Linked DNA regions of Oncorhynchus mykiss: region 1 is linked to region 2. The links are chromatin contacts, called in public Hi-C maps. All regions are on one chromosome and are shown on one strand. The core of a region is the stretch at or near the end of the contact, and the rest is flanking DNA. Distances in the headings are between cores, read along the strand shown. Region 1 holds the start of LOC110522020 (ADP-ribosylation factor-like protein 6-interacting protein 4). Region 2 has its middle 19 kb from the start of LOC110520965.

Region 1 (7,004 bases), core at 693-3,192, 71 kb before region 2:
TTTATCTTCTTTCCTGAAATCATGCTGAACTTGCTTTTTCTCTTTCTCTCTTTTAAATACTGAAAGACAATTCATTTCAAAATGACAGCTTTCAGACAGCTTTAAACTACAGGTATGGCTGTAGCGTACTTCCTTTAGGAAAAATAGCCCCATAAACATTTTCTACCTTGGATATCTGAATAGGTCCAGGTCCAGCGCTTTCCTCCTCCGTCTTCATTTTCTTGTCCTTCTTCCGTTTAAGCTTTTTCTCCCTTTTCCCTTTCTTTTAAAACAGAGTGAAAACAGAGCATATTTGAAATAACTTAAAATTACCATTTGATATCTAACAAGGTACAGACTACACCAACAAAATAATTAGCTACTGAAAACTAATGAATATTTACCTTTTTGAGTTGTTTTTCCTTTTTCCTTTTCTTAGAATTCTTTCTGGACTTGCTGTGGGAATCTAGAAAGGAGATTGCAAAATCTAACTGAGACACTATCAGGCTTTAACTGCTTTTTGTATATTTATATAAATACAAATAAAAAAATACACAAAAATATTTCAGATACATTTGCGTCTTAACTACGGTACATGTACTGGCACACTCACCACTGCTGCTCGAACTACTCCTACTGCCAGACGAGGAGCGGGATGAGGATGATGAAGAGGATCCCGATGATGAGGATGAGCTGGATGAGGAGGAAGATGATCTACTGCGGCTTTTCCTTTTAATTTTTTCTTTCCCTTCAATAGAAAAATACAGAAGCACAGTGTGTGTTATCCATTATTTCAAGGTAGGCACACACACACATGTGATATCAGCTGATAAGTGATCACCACAGACCATTAAATTACCTGTACTTGTTGTTCTTCTGTCATCTCTTCCTATGGCGGTCTCAGTACTTCTTCGGTCATCTCTTCTTGTGGCAGTCTCAGTACTTCTTCGGTCATCTCTTCTTGTGGCAGTCTCAGTACTTCTTCCGTCATATCTTCTTCTGGAAGTCTCAGTACTTCTTTTGTCATCTCTTCTTCTGGCAGTCTCTGTACTTCTTTTGTCATCTCTTCTAATGTCATCTCTTCTTGTGGAGGACTCAGTACTTCTTCTATCATCTCTTCTTGTGCTGGACTGACTTCTCACTTTGTCTACTTCGGCAGACTAACAAAAATAAAGTACGTATGTAAGTCTGTTTGCATTGTGAGGCCAAACCTCTATCATAAGCTCGTCTTGAGTTTATAAACCCAGACAGAGCAGTAGATCAGTAGGCTAAATTAGTTAGCCTAGCCGTTCATGCAGATTGGAGTTAGGATAAAGTTGGCGATAACTCTCTCCGGTTGTCACCCATCAGATCGACACTGGTGAATTTCGGTAAGGTGGCTTACTAATTGCGCTGACAAGTTAGCTAGCTAGCTAACGTTAGCGCTCATATATAATAGCAAGTTGCATATAACGTTAACGGAAGTGAAGAAGGCTAGGGAGCTAGCTCGCTAGGTACTTACCATGGTGGCTGTTGTTTCGACGAAAAAAAAAGAGGTGAATGCAATAAAAGTTGTTGATTCTCAAAGCTATATTCTCTATACTACTATTCAGAAATTAATAGCAATGCTTCATCGACGGTACTTATTTGTAAATGTAACGTTAAGGCTGTAAGAGTTGACTGGTGGGCTAGTTTGCTGACAACACCATGGAGCCATTTTACATCCCACAATGCACCGTTAATTTATTAAAGGAACACCACAATATTTTTAAACCTCGATGCGGACACGTTATTTTCGGTTTGATTGCTTGGCAGCAAGGTAATAATTCAAACAGAAAGAGAGAAAATGTCTGTCTCTAATAGGATACACGAGTCCTGAATACACAAAATAATTCAGTGACATATGTGATGCTCCTCATACAGAATAAACCTGACATCTCATAGTTTATAAAAAATGTCTTATTAAAAGAAACTCATAATAAAACATGCAATTTGGGAGCGCGTTCCATAGCTAGGCGAGGAGACGCAACAACCAATGGTTGCGTGCCAAGTCATCGGACGTGTCATCCACTGACAAATCGCGGTCTATGTGGTCAAAGGATGAAGAATCATTATGCCATGTTCAAAATAACTGAGAACTCGGAAATGTCAGACTTCCGACTTCAGTGGTGCGGTGTTCAAATCTACTGGGAATTCGGGAAAATATCAGGTCAAATCATGACGTCAGTGATCTTCAGGTTGGAAAGTCGGAGCTCTAGAAAGAGGCCAGAGATCCCGAGTTGGAATTCCGAGTTGGATGACTGTTCAAATCGATTTTTCTCAATCGGAGCTCCCTTTTTTGAGTTCCCAGCTGTTTTGAACACACTGAAGTCAGAAGTCGGAAATAGCCGAGTTCCCAGTTCCGAGTTATCAGTTGTTTTGAACGATGTATTAGTTCACGACAACTGGAAACTATGAAAAAAACGAGCTCCGACTGGGAAATTCGTTTTGAATGGTCATCCGACTCTCTGGCATCTTTCTAGAGCTCCGATTGTCTTGATAGCACAATTAGTGTCTTGGCCCTTGAAAATGTACAACACGCCTTCTACGTTCTGATTGTGAAAAGAATGTTGATGGTGATAATGCAATGGAATCATGTCAAAGAACACAGACAGAGTCACTCTTATATTGTATAAAACCATATTCATAAATTACAGTATAAATATTTATACATTAACAAAAATGTAATACATATTAATTTTCTGTAACTTAAAAAAAAAAATGTCATATCAAGCATTTAAAAAAAAAAAATATTGCCTGCTGGTGTTCTAAGCATTACATCTAAATCACACATAGGCTACTACATCAGCCAAATGTACTACTTATCTAGCTAGCTACACTACATGGCCAAAAGTAAGCTGTTATAGCAACAAAGGTGGGACCAACTCCATTTTAATGCCCATGATTTTGGAATGAGATGTTAGACAAGCATCATTTGGGCCATGTAGTGTATCTGTAGTCAGTTTCATCTTTACCTGCTACAATGGTCTAGTACAGGAACTATTGTTGACTATTTTCCTCCTGCATTCTCAGGTATCACTTTATTCAACAAAATGGTTGCGATATAGCCTGAGTGTACAAAACATTATAAATACCTGCTCTTTCCAAGACATAGACTGACCAGGTCAATGCTATGATCCCTTATTGATCTAACTTGTTAAATCCACTTCAAATCAGTGTAGATGAAGAAGAGGAGACAGGTTAAAGAAGGATTTTGTTTCATCCTTGAGGCAATTGAGACATGGATTGTGTATGTGTGCCATTTAGAGGATGAAGAGGCAAGACAAAATATTTAAGTGCCTTTGAACGGGGTATGGTAGTAGGTGCCAGGCACACTGGTTTGTGTTGGGAATTGCAACGCTGCTGGGGTTATCACACTCAACAGTCTCCCATGTGTATCAAGAATGGTCCACCACCTAAAGGACATCCAGCCAACTTGACACAACTGTGGGAAATGTTAATGCTACAGCATACAATGACATTCCAGATGATTCTGTGCTTCCAACTTTGTGGCAACATTTTGGGGAAGGCACATTCCTGTTTCAGCATGACAATACCGCCGTGCACAAAGCGAGGTCCATACAGAAGTGGTTTGTTGAGATTGGTGTGGAAGAACTTAACTGGTCTGCACAGAGCCCTGACTTCAACCCCATCAAACACCTTTGGGGTCAAGCATTGGAGTCAACATGGGCCAGCATACCTGTGGAACGCTTTCGATACCTTGTAGAGTCCATGACCCAACAAATTGAGACTATTCTGGGGGAAAAAGGGGGGGGGGGGTGCAACTCAATATGATGAAAGTGTTCTTAAGGTTTTGTACACTCAGTGTATAAAGAGATACTTGTGATCTGCATCACTAAGTAACAATTGTTAGTCCTAGGTGCAGGGATTTAGAGAAACTGACTATATCCATTATGTAACTAACTACACTTTGCATTAAGAGGTTACAATAATAAGTGAAAGAAATATAGACAGCTCATGTATCCTAAATCTCTTAGTGGCTTGCTTTCTCATGCCCCATTTATTCAGAATCCATGTGACATGTAGACTATCCGGTTTTTAATTGGACATGTCAGATTTCAATTGACTTTCTGTGTTTGAAAAATGAAAATGAAAGACACTCAACTCCACTTTAGCTGTGAGGATACTGGGGTAGAAGAAGGGGAACCTTAGAGTATTTGGATGCACACAGGGAGTAGCTTAATGCAGAACCTATTCTTGCCCAGCTCCATTCCCCGTGAGACCTGGGCCCGTGTTTATCAAGCGTCTCAGGAGTGCTGATCTAGAAAGGTAAAACTGATCCAAGATCAGCACCCCACTCTGAGACGCTTGATAAATACTGGCCCTTAGCTACTGCCTAAACTTTGCAGCCTGGTCTGGTATCAGATTCTTTCCAGTAGGAGTAGTGAGCTCCAGTCACGCGGCCTAACTCTGCAGCAGGCTAAAGTAGCAGTTGATTTTATTCATTAAACAAGGCCTAGCACACAATATCGGCTATGTCAGTTGGATGGCGACATAAAAAGACACGTTGAGAAAAATATACAATGTATAGCCCTAACTAATGAGGCAAAACAAATGTCTGTTAACATTTTGATAGTGTCACAAAGCATGTGAGACAATTGGTGATATTGTCAGCTTGATATACTGTTTCTACTATTTCTATACAGTTTCTAATGGCTCATGGTCATCAAATTCAGTGTAAAAAAAGAATCCCTGAAAGTATCTTTCCTCCGATTGTGTGAAAGAACAGTTCATGTTTCAATGCAACTTATTCAGGATCATTTATATCAAAATGCTCCTTCATTTAAATCAATTTTCAGACTAACACATCCAAAGCACTGCAAGCATGTTGCTTGAAATGAGTTTCTGTAAACATTATTTGTTTAAGATAAGAAAATCCTTACAATATTATCTCAATTGCATTGAGACCTAATAATAGTAAAAAAAAATTAAAAAAAATGTAACACACCCACCTCTTACACTTTAGTTGAAATTATAATGAGCTATGACTTGTTTCCCAAATGCTCTTCAGTGGACCTACTTCAATTGAAGATTAAAATATTTAGTACAAATCTATGGACAATGAGGACCTAGTTTGGACCTAGAAAAGTACAACATAGGCTAACATTTCCCTGCTGATCGAGTTGATTTAGAGATGTCTTAATAAGGTAGCATGAATCACGATATGATCTCAATTTGTCTCATATCAATCCAATTATTTATGCAGTAGTTGAAAATAACTGACAATTTCACAGCACTGGCCATCCTGGGTTGAATTCAATAGTACAACATAGATTCTCTCCTTTACGTCCTCTGCACTGATGGTCAAGAAATTAGACGGGTGACGAATGAAGTCCTGGTAGGGATTTACCAATTAGATGAAGGAGAGGTGACAAGGAGAGGAAGCCAGTTAAGACTATTGAGATAGAGTACACCCAATGTCTAATGTGTGGTTCATGATTCCTCACTTTCCCATCTCTAGCTCAGAGGGTTGTAGGTCGTGAATGTGCAGCAAAGAGTGGGAGCTTTACGCCTCTGCTTTTTGGTCTCCGTGAGCCAGGCTCTCCTCGCCCTCCTCCTCCTCCTCCCCAGGAACCTAGAACACAGTCACATCTCAGTCAGCCACAGATCTCAGAATTTAGCCACAATTTAATCTATACCAAATCATATTTGTTATAAGATAGTCTTTTTTAAATTTACAAATCAAATATTTTATGTGTGTCTCCAGGTGGTCACGTTCAATGTAATACAAGACAGTATGCCACATTTGCCATGTGTGACTAATAACAATCTATATGTGGCTAATGCCACATTATGGGACTGGATATGTCAAATGTTACATGAGTGTCACACCAATAATGTAACATCCTGTACGTTATACCATATACCTCAGGCATTTGATTCAACTGTAAGCTAGTGATGGTCATTCATGGATCAGGATAATGTGTTGTATTTGTTTCTTTCAGATTATTACCTCCCAATAAATGGAATCATCAAAGCAGTTCTGATCTGGAGGCTGTCCCCAGAATGGAAGCTTCATTATCAGACCTGTACAAATAGAAAAGTTATTAACAGTATTATTAAATATGTTTCCCAGCGGGCATCGTATAAAACAAGCTGCATAGTTTTATAAAATATGAAAACTGTCTGTTCAAATGTGATGTAGATTTTTTTGAATGACACCTGTAATAGTTCCTCCAACCAAAGCGAACCCAAGGGATGAGGCCAGGGCTGCACCCTGCATGGCAGCACTCCTGAGGGAAGAATGGCGGAGATGAGAAAATGACAGTACTTAGGTAATTATGGCAAGAGACCCTTATTTTGAGACTAATTATTGAGGCCAAGTTCACACCTTAACGGAAAAGTGAATTATTAGACGTTCAAAAACTACACTATCTGTATCTGATATTGACTATACATCGTCATTTACCAAAGGTCTTTAGAAAATCATTCCTTTTCAAATGCCTTTTATTTCTAAGACCTCTAATTAATTTATCCAATGCCTTTATAGATATACAGTATGAAGAATGCCATTGGATGAGCCCTACCCTTTCTTCTTGCCCAGAGCGACCGCCACAATGCCAGCAATACCCCCGAGGATGCCAGGCATGCCGTGCAGATTGTGGACACCACAGGTGTCCTGGATGCCCAGGTTGGATGCCAGGATTGGCTGAAACACAGAGATAAACAGTTGTGTAAATTCTATATTCTATAAATTCTATAAATTCTATATTCCCTAGTGCCCTCTCATTTCAACATATTTCTAGCCATCTGATGGCAGGTTAGTCAGTCATGGATGGATGGGTGATTGTTTTGACTAAAATGCATGTTTTTCCCCAGCAGGCAAGACTCGTTTAACAAACCAGAACCAGATTTTCCAGATTTGCCTTTGAGCAAGGCAGTTAACCCCCAACAAAAACAACTACTCCTCAGGGACTGATGATGTTGATCAAGACAGCCCTCTGCACCTCTCTGATTCAGAGGGCTTTGGTTAAGACACATTTTGG
Region 2 (7,260 bases), core at 3,127-5,626:
ATGAACAATTGCCTTCGACCTCATGGCTTGGTCTTTGCTCTGACATGCACTGTCAACTGTGGGACCTCATATATAGACTGGTGTGTTCGCCTTTCCAAATCATGTCAAATCAATTGAATTTACAACAGGTAGACTCCAATCAATTTGTAGAAACATCAAGGATGATCAATGGAAACCGGATGCACCTGAGCTCAATTTCAAGTGTCATAGCCAAGGGTCTGAATACTAAGTATAAAGTGGTGGGTGGGTGAAGTATCTAAAAACCATTTTCGCTTTGTCATTATGGGGTATTGTGTGTAGATTGATCATTTTTTTATGTTTTTAAAATAAGGCTGTAACGTAACAAAATCTGTAAAAAGGGAAGGGCTCGGAATACTTTCCCGAAAGCACTGTAATACAATGTCTGATTTGTTATTGTTACCCATCTACCAATCACTGGTCTTCTTTATTAGGCTTTTGGAATTCTCCCATGTCTTTGTGGTTGAATCTGTTCTTGAAATCTAACACTAGACTGAGGGACCACACTGTACAGATGAGGAAGGGGTATTATTTCCCCCAGAGTGAATCCATGTAAATGATGTGGTTTGTTAAGCCAAATTGACATTGAGTATTTTGTGTATTTTGTGTATACCAATGACAAAAAACACTATTCAATCTATTTAATTTCTATTTCAAATTAATTTAAAAAATCAAAGGGGGGTGAACACATGATAACTGTAGACCTACACTCACTATCTGTCAGGCACAGTGTATGGTCAGAAAGAAGGAACTAAATTATTTAGGCTATAATTTCAAATATTTCAAGGCTATACCCTACAAAGAAATGCATTGTGTGAGCCCAACACACTATCAATCAAATGTATTTATAAAGCTCTTCTTACATCAGCTGATGTCACAAAGTGCTGTACAGAAACCCAGCCTAAAACCCCAAACAGCAAGCAATGCAGGTGTAGAAGTATTGTGGCTAGGAAAAACTCCCTAGAAAGGCCAGAACCTAGGAAGAAACCTAGCGAGGAACCAGGCTATGAGTGGTGGCCAGTCCTCTTCTGGCTGTGCCGGGTGGAGATTATAACAGAACATGGCCAAGATGTTCAAATATTCATAGATGACCAGCAGGGTCAAATAATAATAATCACAGTGGTTGTCGAGGGTGCAACAGGTCAGCACCTCAGGAGTAAATGTCAGTTGGCTTCAGAGTATCTCTACCGCTCCTGCTGTCTCTAGAGGGTTGAGAACAGCAAGTCTGGGACAGGTAACACGTCTAGTGAACAGGTCAGGGTTCCATAGCCGCAGCAGAACAGTTGAAACTGGAGCAGCAGCACGGCCAGTTGGACTGGGAACAGCAAGGAGTCATCTGGCCAGGTAGTCCAAGAACAATGAATTGAACTTAAGAGAACAGATTGTTTATAAATACTTTGATACAATGACACACTTACTGTAGCTAGCTACCCACCTCCTTCCTTTCTGTTAGCATGTGCACATAGTAGACGTCATGCTTTCAGGATACATGTCTTTTCAGATTCCACAATGATTATTTGTGGACACTACATCACCACACTCCCTCTCTTGCGCTAGGTCCACCTCATTTTGTAAGGTGTCTTGATTTTTCACCTGAGTGTTTTATCAGTTTCTTTATGAAAATATTTTGCGAACGCCATGACAGTAGATACAACAAGGGGCTATAGCAGCACACAAGTAGCCTTCAAATGCATGCTGGGCCGGGCATGCCCTGAGCTCCTGAAGTGAAGTGAGGCTACTGGAACAAAATTGAAGCAGGCGAGAAGGCCTATGCTCCAGCCTTTGAGAAACTCGCTCCATACTCCAGTCAAATTGGGCACGCTCCGCTCCTCACTCCACTCCAGCTCTGCTCACATACTCTGGTCGAGATAGACAAGAGAGAATGTCAATACATTTCAAACAAAAATCTGTAATAGACCTGGGTGTACAAAACATTAGGAAGACCTTCCTAATATTGAGCTGCATCCCCTTATGCCCTTAGAACAGCCTCAATTTGTTCGGGCATAGATTCTACAAGGTGTCGAAAGTGTTCCACAGGGATGCTGGTCTATGTTGACTCCCACAGTTGTGCTAAATTGGCTGGATGTCCTTTGGGTGGTGGACCATTCTCCAAACATGGAAACTGTTGAGTGGGAAAAAGCCAGCAGCCTTGACACACTCAAACCAGTGCGCCTGGCACCTACTAATATGCCCCGTTCAAAAGCACTTAAAGCTGCAATATGCAGAAATCGCTCTGCCATTTCCTGGTTTCTAAAATGTTAATCCTTCACCTAATTTCAGTTTATGGGACAAAACAAACATGTATAGTGTACCATCTAAACTGCTGTGAAATATATTTTCCATAATCACAAATGGCATTTTCAGCAGTTTGAAGCTGGTGTACAAAACGGAAAGTAAAAGATCCAAAAACTAAAACTTAAGAACGGGAGCATAGAAAAAAATGCCCATAGAACAGGTCTTGTTTCTTAAACTTGCTTTCAATGAGAATGACAGATCTATAACTCACATTATGTGAATTTGGTTGGTTGTCCAAAAAGTGACATATTGCAGCTATACATATTTTGTCTGAACCCATACACAATCCATGTCCCAAGGCAAAAAAATAAAATAATAATACTTCCTTAACCGGTCTCCTCCCCTTCATCTACACACTGACTGAACTAAATAACAGATGTCATAGGTTTCAGCTGGTCAGTCTGTCATGGAAAGAGCAGGTGTTCCTAATGTTTTATACAACGGGTGGGTCTAATCCTGAATGCTGATTGGTTAAAACCACATTCCAGCTGGGGTCTATTTAAGCAATATAGCCAGAGGGGGTGTGGTATATAGCCAATATATCACTGCTAAGGGCTGCTTTTAGGTACAACGCCTTTCACACAGACTAAGAATCACTGGCCACTTTAATAATGCAACCCTGGTCACTTTAAGAATGTTGACATATTTTGCATTACTCATCTCACATGTACAGTGGGGCAAAAAAGTATTAGTATTTAGTCAGCCACCAATTGTGGAAGTTCTCCCACTTAAAAAGATGAGAGAGGCCTGTAATTTTCATCATAGGTACACTTCAACTATGACAGGCAAAATTAGAAAAAAAATCCAGAAAATCACATTGTGGGATTTTTTATGAATTTATTTGCAAATTATGGTGGAAAATAAGTATTGGAATGGAACTGAAGTTTTTATGCACTTCTCTCTATTCTGACCTTGAACTGAATGGCACGCAATTCACCCGCTATTCTTTTGGGGTGGATATCTAATAAATGAAGGTGTGTCTACAGATATGCCATATACTCCTTAATTCCCCCATCTTTACTTGCGAAGAAACCATGAATAAGGTCTAGCGACCCTATGGTTCCAAGTGGAAAAAGCATGTACTTTATTTTTTCCCGATAGAAATGACACCATACTCCATGCACTGTAATTTACAACTTGATAAGAGCTAGGTAAAGGAGTAATCCGTGTGGATAAGGGAATTGTAAATATAAATCAGACTTTTAGATCTGTTTTACCTTATAAATCGCTGGAGATGAACGTGAAACCAGTCATATGGCAGCAAACTGAAGCATATCCACATTCCCCACGGTAGAGTTTATGAAATGCTGCGCTATTATGCAGAATTTATCTTGTATGTCTTAATTATAGGTAACCCTGGATTTCTGTCTCCTACTTTGTTAAATATTAGCCACTATCAGTATCGACTGTCAGAAAGCCTAATAACCACAGATATTCAACTGACAATGTAATATTAGTTCCCTTCAGTTGGTATAGGCTACATTATCATTCCATGTAATCCCATTGTTTTGTATACCTTCATTTGCTTCTTCTGTAGATGCCATCACAGATGTGTGGTTGTTGCTGAGGATCATTAGTAACGATTGATAATATAGAAAGACTCATTTTCACAATGCATCAAACCACCATTTTTCCTTTCGTGCGCAAAGTCTCTTCCAAACCTGTTTATGATTCAAAAATACTTTCCTAAACCAAAATAAATCTGCAAGATCAGACCAATTGGTGCTGAAACAGCAACAAATATGCATATATTTAGATAGGGATCAATGAAAGAAAGCTACTATTCTGAACCCATTTTCCTCAATATATTCTAGTCTGTAGACAAAAATTCAAACAAAAAAGTACACCGTATTTAATTAAAGGGATGGATTAAGATACATGTACTGAAAACCCTATTGAATGAAAACTACGCAAGAAAATCTGTTGGCCAGCAAATTGGAGGGTTTTCAGCGGTGAATAAAATGTATTCAGAGCGACCAAGGTAGCTACACCTACAGAGCACGTTATGTGATAATAAGGTAAGCCTGAATACCAAATACTGAGAAGTGCATAGGAAAGGTGCGTAGGAAAGCAATACATTCCTAAGTAGGATATGGCCCCCAAGATAATCACTCAACCAAGTCACCCAACAGCTATACTTTAAGCTTATGTTCATACCATCTATGCCATTTATGAGCATAGTGATTGGCTGACAATACTAAATGTACAATGTATAGAGGAAGAACCACACCATTTCAAACACATTAATGACTCGATTTGGTTTTCCTTGAATTCATTGAAACTTCTTAAAAATAATTCAAACAAGTTCACCTTGTACAATATTGACCTCTCTGGGCCAAGGAACAACATTGCACCTCTGTGCCTTTTTAACATAATCTGGGATATTTACTGCTGTCCAACGGTATTTTCAATGAATACCTATGTTTTCTTTGAGTACGTAACTTTTAAAATGTGTCCTGAACTTAGTGTCACATCATACCCCAAAGGTTGTATCATGATATCATTTGAGTCTTGGTAAACAAACATTGTACTGCCTCCAAATATGTTAAAATATCAGGTTGATCTTATGGACTGTCAGTTGCGAAGGGTTACATTCCTCCATCCCCCTCTCCCTCAGCTTTATACCAAAGCAAGTCGTTTTATCATAGCTGTGTCCTTGTAAAGTGGCTGCATGTGGCGTTGCATAATCTTGCAAACTAATAATGCCCTTGATACATGTTTTTTCCTTCTCATGAATGAAGCTGTAAAAAAAAAAAAGTGTACTTTTAGTTTGACATGTATGTATTTGCCAAGTCAGTTTATGCACAGTACTGTTCACCAAGATAATCCCTCAAACCAATCACACAAGAATCAAACTAAAATGTTTCTAGTCTAATTTGAGAACAGAACATGATGTTTGCTTATGGTAAGTGTTATGTAGAGAGGATAAACAAGGCTTGTATACAGCCTTGCTTACAGCTAATTTTTTTTTACATTTTTAAATTTCACCTTTATTTAACCAGGTGAGCTAGTTGAGAAAAAGTTCTCATTTGCAACTGCGACCAGGCCAAGATCAAGCATAGCAGTTCGACACACACAACAACAGAGTTACATATGGAATGAACAAAACATACAGTCAATAATACAGTAGAAAAACAAGAAAACAAAGTCTATATACAGTGAGTGCAAATTAGGTCAAATAAGGGAGTTAAGGCAATAAATAGGCCATGGTGGCGAAGTAATTACACTATGACAATTAAACACTGGAATGGTAGATGTGCAAAAGATGGATGTGCAAGTAGAGATACTGTAGTACAAAAGGAACAAAATAAATAAATACAGTATGGGGATGAGGTAGATAGATGGGCTGTATACAGATGGGCTATGAACAGGTGCAATGATCTGTGAGCTGTTCTGACAGCTGGTTCTTACAGCTAGTGAGGAAGATGGGAATCTCCAGCTTCAGTGATTTTTGCAGTTCGTTCCAGTCAGTGGCAGCAGAGAACTGGAAGGAAAGGCAACCAAAGGAGGAATTGGCTTTGGGCGTGACCAGTGAGATATACTTGCTGGAGCGTGTGCTACGAGTGTGTGCTATGGTGACCAGCGAGCTGAGATAGGGCCGGGCTTTACCTTGCAGAGACTTGTAGATAACCTGTAGCCAGTGGGTTTGGCGACGAGTATGAAGCGAGGGCCAGCCAACAAGAGCGTACAGGTCGCAGTGGTGGTTGTATATGGGGCTTTGGTGACAAAACGGATGGCTACATCCAGTTTGCTGAGTAGAGTGTTGGAGGCTATTTTATAGATGACATCGCCAAAGTCAAGGATCGGTAGGATGGTCAGTTTTACGAGGGTATGTTTAGCAGCATGAGTGAAGGAAGCTTTGTTGTGAAATAGGAAGCCGATTCTAGATTTAATTTTTGAATGGAGATGCTTAATGTGAGTCTGGAAGGAGAGTTTACAGTCTAGCCAGACCCCCAGGTATTTGTAGTTATCCACGTATTCTAAGTCAGAGCCGTCCAGAGTAGTGATGCTGGATGGGCGGGCAGGTGCTGGCAATGATCGGCTGAATAGCATGCATTTAGTTTTATTTGCGTTTAAGAGCAGTTGGAGGCCACGGAAGGAGAGTTGTATGGCATTGAAGCTCGTCTGGAGGTTAGTTAACACAGTGTCCAAAGAAGGGCCAGAAGTATACAGAATGGTGTCGTCTGCGTAGAGGTGAATCAGAGACTCACCAGCAGCAAGAGCGACATCATTGATGTATACAGAGAAGAGAGTCAGCCCGGGAATTTAACTCTGTGGCACCCCCATAGAGACTGCCAGAGGTCCGGACAACAGGCCCTCCGATTTGACACACTGAGCTCTATCAGAGAAGTAGTAGGTGAACCATGCGAGGCAATCATTTGAGAAAACGTTTGACCTCTGTCATTGCTAACAAAGGGTATATAACAAAGTATTGAGATAAACTTTTGTTATTGACCAAATATTTATTTTCCACCATAATTTGCAAATAAATTCATAAAAAATCCTACAATGTGATTTTCTGCAATTTTTTTCCCCTCATTTTGTCTGTCATAGTTGAAGTGTACCTATGATGAAAATTACAGGTCTCTCATCTTTTTAAATGGGAGAACTTGCACAATTGGTGGCTGACTAAATACTTTTTTGCCCCACTGTATGTCCGTTACAGATATGGGGGGTAAATTAAGGAACACGTCCTCTTCTGCAAACCACTGGAAACCAGGACAACAGGACAGCTTTGTGACATCAAATGGACTTTGGTGATCAAGATATTTTGGTATCTGTACTGATGGCGCAAAAGCCATGACAGGGAGACATAGTGGAATGGTAATGAGTGTGCAAGCAGTTGCTCCCGACGCCACTTGGGTACACTGCAGCATCCACTGTGGGATTCTGTGTTTTACATTATAGCCATTACCATATATATGATTACATATTATCTGATGTTGG

The links. A called contact is a pair of places that touch in the nucleus more often than the background predicts.
Region 1: a Hi-C map of blood shows a contact between it and region 2, with 2.6 times the contacts expected there. The contact joins the promoter of LOC110522020 here to the enhancer-like site in region 2. A contact is called at or near these places in 3 of 3 Hi-C or Micro-C datasets (blood and liver).

What each region holds. Positions count from the first base shown.
Region 1 is chr4:8,102,033-8,109,036 of USDA_OmykA_1.1, reverse strand. It overlaps LOC110522020 (ADP-ribosylation factor-like protein 6-interacting protein 4), which reads right to left and starts at 1,942. Exons shown (of 7, transcript XM_021600081.2): 1 at 1,481-1,942; 2 at 839-1,139; 3 at 593-727; 4 at 384-445; 5 at 167-262; 6 at 1-59. The coding sequence starts at 1,483. It overlaps LOC100136711 (Rhag), which reads right to left. Exons shown (of 10, transcript NM_001124674.2): 7 at 6,546-6,667; 8 at 6,181-6,251; 9 at 5,972-6,045; 10 at 5,197-5,593. The coding sequence ends at 5,525.
Region 2 is chr4:8,033,382-8,040,641 of USDA_OmykA_1.1, reverse strand. No RefSeq gene overlaps it. Among protein-coding and RNA genes, the nearest start is that of LOC110520965, 19 kb to the left of the region's middle. Within about 2 kb of position 4,376, at least 2 of the 11 cell types and tissues checked have an H3K27ac peak or open chromatin away from gene starts, as enhancers often do.